2 separate regions of the Mus musculus genome follow, and region 1 is linked to region 2. A link is a contact called in public Micro-C data. All regions are on one chromosome and are shown on one strand. Each heading gives the region's core, a stretch centred on a gene start, on an enhancer-like site or on the middle of the called end of the contact. The rest is flanking DNA. Distances are from core to core; before and after follow the strand shown.

Region 1 (5,204 bases), core at 571-3,070, 170 kb after region 2:
CTATGACCAAGGCTTATAATAGAAAGTGTCTAATTGACCTACAGTTTTAACGGGCTAATGGTCATGATAGCAGAACAAAGGCATGGCAGCAGGATTGGCTGACAACTCATGTCTTAACCCACAAGGAGGATGCAGAGAGAGAAACTAGGTATGATTGGAGTCTTTTTGAAACCTCAGAGCTCACCCCCAGTGACAGACCTCCTCCAACAAAGCTATACTTCCTAATAGCTCAGCAATAATCCCACCTCCTGGAGACCACGTACTCAGACAGATGAGCCTGTAAAGGCTTTTCTCACTCAAACCATCACAATTTCTTCCAAAAGTCCCATGAGAAAGCTCTACTAAAACAATAGAGGAAAATGAAAACTTTTAAAATATTCAAAAGCCTGGGTATAGCCAAGTAAACTACAGAAGACTTGCTCAAGAGAACTCAAGTGTATGTTGGAAATCTGAGTCCTCGGAGAGTCATTCTTAGCTTACTGGGGTGAACTAAAAAAGATATCTGAACACATAGAACAATACCTGTATATGAACAGATTGCACAAAAAAAAACTAGCTAAATAAGTAAAATATTAATGGTTTTCTTCATATAATCACATTTTAATCCATTATTCTTTCCCTTCCAACTCATATTTTACATGACAAGCACTCATTACTTTCATATTCAGAAAAATAAAGCAACATTTGAAGTGTATGCTAATAGATTCTCCCTCACCATAATAAAATAGATGCCTCCACAGTAGGCTTAAGGCCCCCCCTTTTTTTTTTAACCAAAGCCCCTTGGTGGAATAAACAGAAACTTTCAACTGAATCATCTTTCTTCTTTTTCCAAATAAATAAGCCAGCCCACTAAGTATTTTAATGGTATGCACAAACAGGCAGAACAGCTGGCAACAGGACAGCAAGCTTTCATCTCACTGCCCAGGAAGGACATTTGAGGAACTCGTGAAAAGTACCAAAAACAGAATAATTATCCAATATTCCCTTAGTGATGAAAGGTAGCTCTCTAAAGGCAGGAAGAACACTGAAATTTTGTTTTTTAATCAATGCACCAGGTAAGGAAGCATAGTTAAAAAATAAAAATAAATAAATAAATAAGAATATAAAAAAAGAGGTTATCTTGAAACTACAGCAATTAACCTGCCCATGTCCACCACTTAGCAGAATTAGTTTACCTGCCAAACTCAATCCGCTGGACTTCTTCTAACGTTTTAAATGTGAACAAACCACCATATTGAGCAGTATGTCAAGCAAACACTGCTAGTATCCACTGCGTTTTGTCTTTCCTAACCAAATTACTAGGAACTAGTTTGGGTTTTTAACCCTTTTTTTTTTAAACTGACATGTGTATTGATTCTCATGCTCTTTATGTCAAAAAATGTTAAACTTTGTAACTTAAAACTCCCAACCACACTAGGGAGCTGCCAGGGGTTATTATCAAATGCCACTAATATAATTAAATAGCAAGGATTAAACAAAATGTCAGCCCTTGGACCTTATGATAATCTAAAATGGTAATTGTCTGCATTAGTGATACTCAGACAATGATGCACTCAATCCTTTAAAATCTGAAGTGACCTTTTCTACAGCTTCTTAGCAAAACTGGAAAGAAGCTGCAATTAGAGTAGCAAGACCGTGTTAGTAGCCTCCATCTTCCTTCAATCCAAAACAGTCAGAGATCCCAGAGAAAAAAGTCCTTTAATTGAAATTAATTCCTACTGACCTCCAGCAACTTCAGCAAAGCTCAAAATACCAGATAATAGTATGATTAATGCTTTAATCTCATCACAAAAGAACGTTGAGCCTGTTAGAATTGCTCATCCCTTTCTTGGAATTTATCTAATTTTGTTTTCCTGAAGTCAAAACAGTTGCCTGAAGATAGAAGAAACATGTCTAGCCCAAAAATGTGCTTGCTATTTCCAGCAAGACAAGGCAAAACTGAGGAATCAAACTTAAAACACAAAGATTGTGTTTGAATCTGAAAGGGGCTGCCTTCAGTTGCATGGTGCTGTGTTGTTTAACACACACTGAAGGCCACTTGTTCTTAGTAAAATGCATGAGGACTGCATAAATCCATGCCTTTGAAGACACTCTCTGCTTCAGTAGTACTTAGCATCCAAGGGGATTTAGCCCATGACTGCAGCATGCAGTAAGAGAGGACAAGAATATGATGTCCTCACCCTACATGTTTTCTTTGAAATAATAGCTACTTCAATTCACACCTGCGAGAGATCAAGAATATGGATCACGCTAGTCACAGAGTAATGAACAGTATGAATAATGAATAATATGAAGAGGATTCTGAAAGTAAGAAAAGATTCCCTTGAAAGGCAGATCTCATGTGGATGAATGAGAAAGGAAGGCTGATTGTTAGTCACAGTTCTGGCCCCTAGTTCACGTTTGCTTATCTTCTACTTCTTACTTAAATTTAAAAGACATTTAATTTTTAAAATAAAAAGACACCCCCTTTTGGGAAAGCATCGCCTTCCTACTTCTCCTCTTCCCACCATGATACAAAACTCAAGGAATTGGCTTGGATTAAGAAAAAAGAAGGGAGTAGTTCTCAGCAAATACCCAGGAAGAAGCTAGAGACGAATAGCTGAGACCAATTGATGGGGAAAGAACCCATCTGTCTCATTAAGGTGCAAACCTTAACAATCAGCTTCAGAAGTCTAGACACCTTGCTCTCCCACACCATTCTTAAAGCAAGTAACAGCCAGCCCTAGTGTGCTAGCCATCAGTACAGCCTCATTTATATGAAACAGATGACAGATAAGTCAGGAGAAATTTACTAGGATAGGATACAAAGAAGATTTTTTCAGTAGATTCTCAGAAGCCCAAAGCTACACAAAATCTTAAAAGTCAAAATTATATCCAATATTTTAAACCTTCTGATATATATTACAATGAAGGACAAAACCCGGGGTATGTTTTGAGCTCATTTTGAGTCCAAAGACCTCATGGTTCTTAACACTTTTGTTTCTCTATATTAACATAGTACTTAACACAAAAATAAATTAACTTTTAGCATGGTAAAACATGGTCCTCCTGATTGAGTCTGAATCCCTCAAGAATTTACACAATGGGGCTTGTATCTTTCTGTGCTCTTCAAGAAGTGTCGGTTCTTTTCAACCTACTTGACTCTTTCCAAATGTCTCCAGAAGATGCCATCAAAAGAAAAACATTTAAGTTCTATTTATGATTCCCTCTGTGGTTCAGATATTGCATACAGCATGCTGTCTTTCCCCCTTCTGCAAAAAAAAAAAAAAAAAAAGTAAAGGAATTGCAAACTTCAGAGAAAGCATCCAAAATGTGTGTCTAGACTGGATTTTCGTTTTGGCAAAATGAATAGTCTGCCATTTCTCTATGGAACTCAAGAAGATTCTCCTCAAATTTTCCATTTCACAAGCTATAATACAGGTGTGTATATATATATTAATTCTCCCCACTTTCTATCTAAGCTTTTCCTTGGAGTGCCCTGAAATCTTCCAAACCAAAGCTAACATCTGGAGTGCTAGGGAGAGGAAGAGAGGGCAATGTTAATGTTGGATGAATAAGTAAGGTTGTTTCTGTTTCACTAATAAAGTCTAAACAGAGAGGTCAGTAGACTATCATGGATATGAGACCCTCAGTCAATGTCACCTCTTTATCATATACTAGTTTAAAAGTGTTTTGACTTATGGATTTTTTTCTACTCCTCACAACAAGCCAGGGCCTAGTGGGTATGCAGCTCATGATGGGAATCGCCACAAGCTGAGCTTTCTCCCTTCAGTAGACCTGGAATGCTCACTCCACAGATGTCACCACCATATCCTCCTGCTTAATGAAAGATCCAAGGACTTTGGAAGGAATGCAAGTGTGGCAACTTGGATATGCCCCAGTGGACAGACAGACTGCTGTGACAGCAATGGCCAGTGGGCTAAATCCCAGTGTCAAAGTCAAACTAAGCACAGCCATAGACGCATGAAGAGATGAAGCATCACGGGCTTTCCCATAGGTCCAAGATAGATATGAGAATGGGATGCTGTTCATCTGTCTAGGATGCTGAACCACTGCAATAATAGTACAATTTCTTTTTCAGTTTTTCACATCTCACTGGTAAAGAAACATTGGAAGGTATATGGTATGCGTGGAGGTAAAAACACTAACATAGGGGTCGTGTGCCTACACATGTTTCATTAGTAGCCCAGTTGTACGGCGTCAGGAGGAAGGTCAATGATTTTCCCAAGCATCATAAAAGTAAACAAGTTAGTAGTGACAATGTCCCCTATCACATGTTTCATTCTTATATTTAGAATTGGCTTCCACCTTAAAAGAAATTTCACACATGGAAAAAAAAAATTAAGTGAATTAATCTTTGTTGTTAAGGACATAGAGGACACTTAAAATTAATGGATATTCATAATCATTTAACCATTTTTTCTTAACAATATCTTTGAAAGGAGAATTAGTACCTTCAACTTCACTTTGCAGAGAAGTAACTGAGATATGGCGGTTTATAAATTAATGCATGTGACAGGACTTGAAGGAATGATCAGTCACATAAAAAAATATAATAGTATAGAACCAAGACAAGTCTATATGAGTTTGAATGCATTGTGAGATTTTCTTTTCTTATTTTAAACGTTCCCTGTCTTTGTGAAGGTGTCATTTCTTAAATCAAAACCTATGATCTGATGCTTCCAACAGAGAGGTGGGGGGTTATATAAATCATAGAGCAATATTCCCCAACTAAAACTCCACTTTAATTATACACAAAGTGGAGCATTTCATCTCTCCTACTTTTTTCATTTAAATAAAAACAAGATTTCACTGAATAATTCTTTTCTTTCCAGTTATGCTTATATTCATTTGTCACCTCAATGATTGGAAGCACATTCATTCTTGTATTTAATCCAAGGTTAGTGACTACTGTGCTTATGAAAGAAGAAAGTTCAAATATAGATGATGTATTCCTGTTGGCTGCAACTTTTAAGATCACAGCACCAAATATGAAAATATTACGTTCATATTCACTCTAACAATACTTTTTATATAAAAGAATTCCAGTCTTCTCTATGTGAATATTCTATTGAAAACTAGGAAACTGTCTGGGGTGATGGGGAAAAGAATTAACTTCTTGAAAACTCTTCTCTTAAAAGTGAAAAAAATAGCAATTGCTCCAGCAGTTGAACAAAGCATACGAAGCAAAGAAAACACAGAGA
Region 2 (5,903 bases), core at 1,227-3,726:
GATGAATGTATTCAGAATGTATTTTATAAATGTAAGAAATTATTAAATAATAAACTAATTTTAAAAATAAGCAAAAAGATGATACACGAACATACTGGACATGTTCCTATGGCCTCTAAATGTGCATGTTACATACACATGCATGCACACGTGTGTACGTGCACGTGTGCACACACACAAAAACATACATTTTTTAAATTCAAAGATAATTTTAAGAAATAAAGATTTCTGTATCTCTCTCCCAGTGGTCCTAGCAAGCTTCCAGGGTTGAGAACCACTGAAATAGAGGAATGGGTTTCTCTAGAATCGAGATTCTCTTTCTCTAATTTGAATTATTTGAAGGTTTTTGAGATTTCTTTTTATTTTTATGGACATTAACATTTTTCCTGCATTATGCATATGTATAGTGCACGAGTGCTCATAGAGATGAAAAGAAGGCATTGGATTCCCTGGAACTGGGTTTATAGATGGCCATTAACCACCATGTCCGTTCTGGAAATTGAACCCTAAGGTTCCGGTTCAGCCTTGCCTCCGGGGTGTGGGAAGAAACTCTGCTGAGCCGAAGAACACTACATGGAACACTAGACTGCATTTACCCTGCGTCGGGTGCTGGGTGTGCAGGAAGTACCAATACAATGCTCACCGGATGGGAAAACACAGCTTAAGAAGTGGGCTTCAGTCTGAGTGAGAAACACACAGCTGGAAACCACATGGAGGAGTTGGGAATGGTGGGGGGCCTCAGTTCTGCTAAGAAAACACCAGGACCAGAGGGAGGGCAAACTCCAGCTTAGCTCATCCTCGATTGTCAAAGAGCAAGGAGAGGCCTTCTGTGGGAGACTCAGCCACCATGGCTCTCTATAAACAAAGGCTTCCTCCATGCTCCCCAAGGCAGTTCTTGATGAAAGAGACAGTTTTTGGTTCCAAACTGTTTATTGGTTGTTGTGAAAAACGGGTGCATACAACTTCCCCAGGGTGGACCATAGATTAAATTCCTTTTGCAAGAAGGAATGGCCAGGAAGGGGAGCTCATTGGCTTAAACCCTTGGGGCCCATCTAGATACCTCCTTAGCATGGAGAACTCTGTTCTGGGCTGCATGACCATTGGTCACATCCCTATGTGGGGACTGTGGTCATGTGTTCCAGGCCAGGAATCTGGTAGGGAAGCAAGGAAACTCTGACAGTCCTCAGATGAGGGCCGATGTTTCTGAACTCACTCAACCTGACCAAGTTTCCTGGCACAGTTCACTGCCCCACTGAACCCAGGCCCTCTGAAAGAGCAGTCTGTGTTAACCGCTGAGTCATCTCTCTAGCCTCCAGTTTTCTGTTTTGTTTTGTTGGTAAATAAGCTTTATTTTTACCCACATAGTTAGACTCTGAACCCCAGTACAGAGGAACGCTAGTGCCAAGAAGTGGGAGTGGGTGGGTAGGGGAGCAGGGCAGGGGGGAGGGTATAGGGGACCTTCAGGATAGCATTTGAAATGTAAATGAAGAAATATCTAATAGAAAGAAAGAGAGAGAGAGAAAGAAAGAAAGAGAGAGAGAGAGAGAGAGAGAGAGAGACAGAGACAGAGACAGAGACAGAGACAGAGACAGAGACAGAGAGAGGAAGGGAGGGAGGGAGGGAGGGAGGGAGGGAGGGAGGGAGGAAGGAAGGAAGGAAGGAAGGAAGGAAGGAAGGAAGGAAGGAAGGAAGGAAGGAAGGAAGGAAGGAAAGGACAGTGTTCTCTATCACCTCAACTCTGCGGCTCTAGCCTGCCGGAATCAACCAATCAGCAGCAGACACACTAATGAAAATACTAGGAATCAATTTTCACATCTTTGGTATACTTCTGACAAAAAGTAAAAGCTGTTGAATCAAAATCATATTTATAACGGAACAGTAGAGAGAATTTTCACCCGGGGTTTGTTTCCAACATAAATACTAAATGTTTTTGTTTCCTTCAGATCCCTAACAATTCCCACCAAGGCTCATAAAGCCTATTGTCGTCTGCCTGATGATGTCAAGTTTGTCACTGACATCTGTCTTTCTGACATTGTTCAGAAAAAAAGCTCCAATTCTGTGACTCTGTGATATGGCTAAATAAATCAGTTCTTACTTGAGCAAATCCAGATTTCTGTTTCCCTCCACCTATCCGTCTATTCAAAGATTCTTACAACTGCCCAAGATAAGAAGTTATTTTGCATATCTTTATCCTAGCTCATTTTGGTTCCTCTGTATGAAGTCAGGAAAACAGATACTACCAGCTCACTCCACATGAATCTCTCTTTCTATTCTGCTTTTCAAGAGTCTTTTTACAGCTAACACTTCTTTCGAGACATTTCTCCACTAGTGCATCCCCTTCTCATTCTAAAGCAGATCGTGTTTTTCTCTGTGTTCCTGGAGAAGCTTGTGTCCCGTTGTATAATAGTAGCCCTGAAACTGTACCACACTGGGCTCACAATCTCCTGAAGTCGGTGTTATTGGTAATTCTTTGCTGTGGTATGTTAAACAGAGACCTTGGCTTTAAGCCATAGTCTGCTAGGTTCACTCCCCTACTCAAGCTTTGACCCTCAAAAGCTCTCCAGTCATTACCAACCATCTCCTCCTGACAAATGTCACCCTTGTGTGCTGACCTTTGTTTTCACTTCTAACAAATCTGTAAGTTACTTAAGAATGAAAACATGCTTTCATCTTCGTGAGTTAGAATCTAGCAGAGGACAAGATCAGCTACAGACTCTCATAAACTGTTTGTTAATGAATGATTATCTTTTAATCAAAGAAAATGTGAAAAATTGAATGAATCAACAGTTAGTCCTTGTCAAGAAAGTACTTTAGTGTTTAGTTATTCCATGACTAATGGAATTAAAATTTTCAATTTCATCTAAACATTAATCAAATTAAAACCCAATCATCTCACCAATAACTAGAAGTGATTTATATTGAGATAATATGCCTTTAATACAAAAAAGGAAAGAGAAATAGGATTTGTGGTGTGCAAATTGATTTAAAATTATGTCTATGTAAAACTCATGAATTAAAACTACTCAAATTTAGTTGATAAATTAACCTCATTTTTAAAAAATACTCAACTAGTATATTTAGGGTATGTACTTGATTAATTGATTCACTTAAAAAATTTCTTCAGCTAGTATTTTTGTGCCTCATAAACAATATCAATATTTATTAGCTGAAAGAACCCTAAATATAAATAGCACAATTTCTTACTAAATCTTTCTTGCTTTTAATAATGATGTCATTTATTTTGGTGGACTTGATAATCCAAGGATTTTAGAAACTAGAAACATATAATTGCACTGCAATTTTAAAGTTTATTCAAAATAAATTTCTGTTTAGAGTTTTTTCTGTATGTCAGAATTTAAATCTATGAGCACAAATACACATGAGTTTTAAATATAAATAAATTCAATAAATAATTTAAAAATCCATCAAGGAATACAATACCTAAAGTTAAAAAAATTGTTATAACTTACCATGTGTGATTTTCTATTACTTACATTTGAAATAGAAAAGTTGGCCATGATTTGTTTTGAACAACTTAATATTTTCTATCTAATGAAAGATGATTTAACATGAAAGTACAGTTCCTGAAACATCAATATTTCTGTCCTGTGGCACAATGATAAAGTGCTTAGCTGAGACATGGGTGGGGATGTGACTGGCTATGTCTAAGATAAGTACATTTAACAAACCTTACATCCTAAAATAAAATACCAAGTGGGCATCATTCTTCTCTGATGAATGAAGCAATTTTACATTAATGAGGGTAATGCCAGCGAAAGCTTCACACCCGCCTCATTCTATAGACTCTTAACTTTGTAAACAATAAAGCCACTGATTTTTTTTTTTTTTTGCATCTTTTCTCAGCTCTCATTTAGAGAAAGTAAAAATAAAAAATGTCGCTTAGATATTAGAGTCTGGGTAACATTTTACACACATGGTGACAGAAATCACTAACTGATCACAGAAATCTAGTTTCAGCTTAAGTGTCCTTGGGGCTTGGCAGTTTTGAGGTTCTTTTATTAGGTTCCATTTTAAGTGTTATTTTTCTAAAACATTTTAAAGACATTCATGCATAATTTTATATTTTGCAGTTCATCATATTAGTATATAATTTGTAAGTTCTAGACAGTTAATTTTTAAACCAAAGACTCACTCAACTGTGACCAAATTTTGCCCATAAACTACATTTTATAAGATCTGTGACCTGAGTAATTTCCAGAGTTTTAAATGTTTAAAAGAAGTAAAACAATAACATTTCATTTAAAAATTTAAAGCTACACGTGTTTATAATACACTGTTGCTGGAACACAGCTTATTTGTATACACTAGTTTCTATGGTTATCTTTGAGTTATAGTGACCGATAAGGGTAGTAGAGACAGATATTTACAGACTATAAAACATTTCCTATCTGGCTTTAATATGTTGGACTTGACTGAGATGATAAAAAGCAATTAGTATATGACTATGTACACATAAGTTTTAAATCTAGACTTTAGGATGCAATATATTTCTAAGAAATTTTAATTCAATAAGTATATTTCTATTTCTTTGCTATTAATTTTTGTGAGCCTTGGTGAAGGGCACTGGTCATTAGCCTCAGCATAATTTGCCTTCAGCATTTGGAAGAGTAGTGTTGAGCTGACAGAGTTGATGGGCTACTGACTAAGGTAGCTCTTTTCCTCATCACTGAAGAAATGGAAGTTGCCATGCTATATAATTTCCCACTTGAGATCACCTTAGACAGCTAATAACAATGAAGAATCACCCTAAGTTTGTAAAACTTCAGCTTAAGGCTTTCTTTTGCTGCATCTTGGCAAGGTTACAATATCTACTTCCCAGCTCAACCATTTTTGCAGTAAAAACAAAACACAGCAAACAAATCAACCCTAATTTATAGTTTTGAGCTAGTTTACTTCTCAGCTTAAATCCAGGAAGACAATGCATAAATCTGGTAAATTGGTCAACAATGGGAGTTTCTTGCAAGCAAGTACTACTTGCTTTTTATAGGTTTTTAGATAACAGAAGGTATTATCAATCTCTTCTAATGACCCTAATGGTACCCAGACCATTGAAAGTGTTACAGAAACATGAGAATCTTTAGAGATTTAAGTTTTGATACCAGAACATTATAGATTATAGTCCAAACATCTGCCCTTGATTCACCTGATCAAAATTTCCCTTTAAAATACAAAATTCTAGTGTTGAAATTCAGTTATTATTATTTGTGTATTATAAGGCATCTTTGGAGAGGAAAATATTAAGCTTCAAATGTCTTCAAGAGTATAATTTACTGGAATATCTAACCTGCTTTTTGTTACAATACTAGGCAACTATTAAGAATGATGGCTATATATTAAGGATGCTTCTTGAAAAAAATTCTAAAACAAAATTACATATAGTGTATTTTCAAATTTTTATGTTTTGCTAAGTATTATCATTGTAAATAAAAATTGTTTGGGGAATAAAAAATTTGTAACTACATACTGTGACTCATGTAAGAATTTTGAATTATGTTGAACTAGGAAAGACCAGGGGTTGAAAAGAAAATTAAGCCAGATTTTCCAGTATATGTGAAGGGAAATTCTAGAAGTTTAAATACATTTGATGCCTTTGTGTTCATTGTAATTAAAAATTGTTTTTGCTTTAACCTGTAGAGTAAATTACATGAAACTAGTCAAGAGAAACAAAGAACTAAAAGGATTATCATCTCAAATACGTGGACCCAAGAATTAAGACCTCCACTTTAAACCAAGAAAGTAACTAGTTTTGGCAAGTAGAAAATGGAAAGAACCCTGGGAAAGGAAGAGAACTCCTAAGAAATGGAAATCAATGGTAGTCCATCAGTCATGGATGAGTTCCCACAGGTCATACGAGATTCCAGGTCAATACTTAACAGGGTCAA

What was found. Hi-C and Micro-C count contacts between places; a contact is called where the count stands out from the background.
Region 1: a contact with region 2 is called in a Micro-C map of granulosa cells, with 2.8 times the contacts expected there. The contact joins two enhancer-like sites. A contact is called at or near these places in 6 of 484 Hi-C or Micro-C datasets (the 63-12 cell line, the HPC-7 cell line, granulosa cells and 3 more).

What each region holds. Positions count from the first base shown.
Region 1 is chr16:55,450,816-55,456,019 of GRCm38.p6, forward strand. It overlaps Gm45968 (a long non-coding RNA gene), which reads right to left. Exons shown (of 6, transcript XR_001782016.2): 3 at 3,138-3,251. Among named protein-coding and RNA genes, the nearest start is that of Mir5118, 41 kb to the right of the region's middle. Within about 2 kb of position 1,821, at least 1 of the 459 cell types and tissues checked has an H3K27ac peak or open chromatin away from gene starts, as enhancers often do. A contact at or near this core is called in granulosa cells, where this site is marked.
Region 2 is chr16:55,276,420-55,282,322 of GRCm38.p6, forward strand. The region is part of intron 2 of Zpld1 (zona pellucida like domain containing 1); the gene reads right to left. Among named protein-coding and RNA genes, the nearest start is that of Zpld1, 3.9 kb to the right of the region's middle. Within about 2 kb of position 2,477, at least 5 of the 459 cell types and tissues checked have an H3K27ac peak or open chromatin away from gene starts, as enhancers often do. A contact at or near this core is called in granulosa cells, where this site is marked.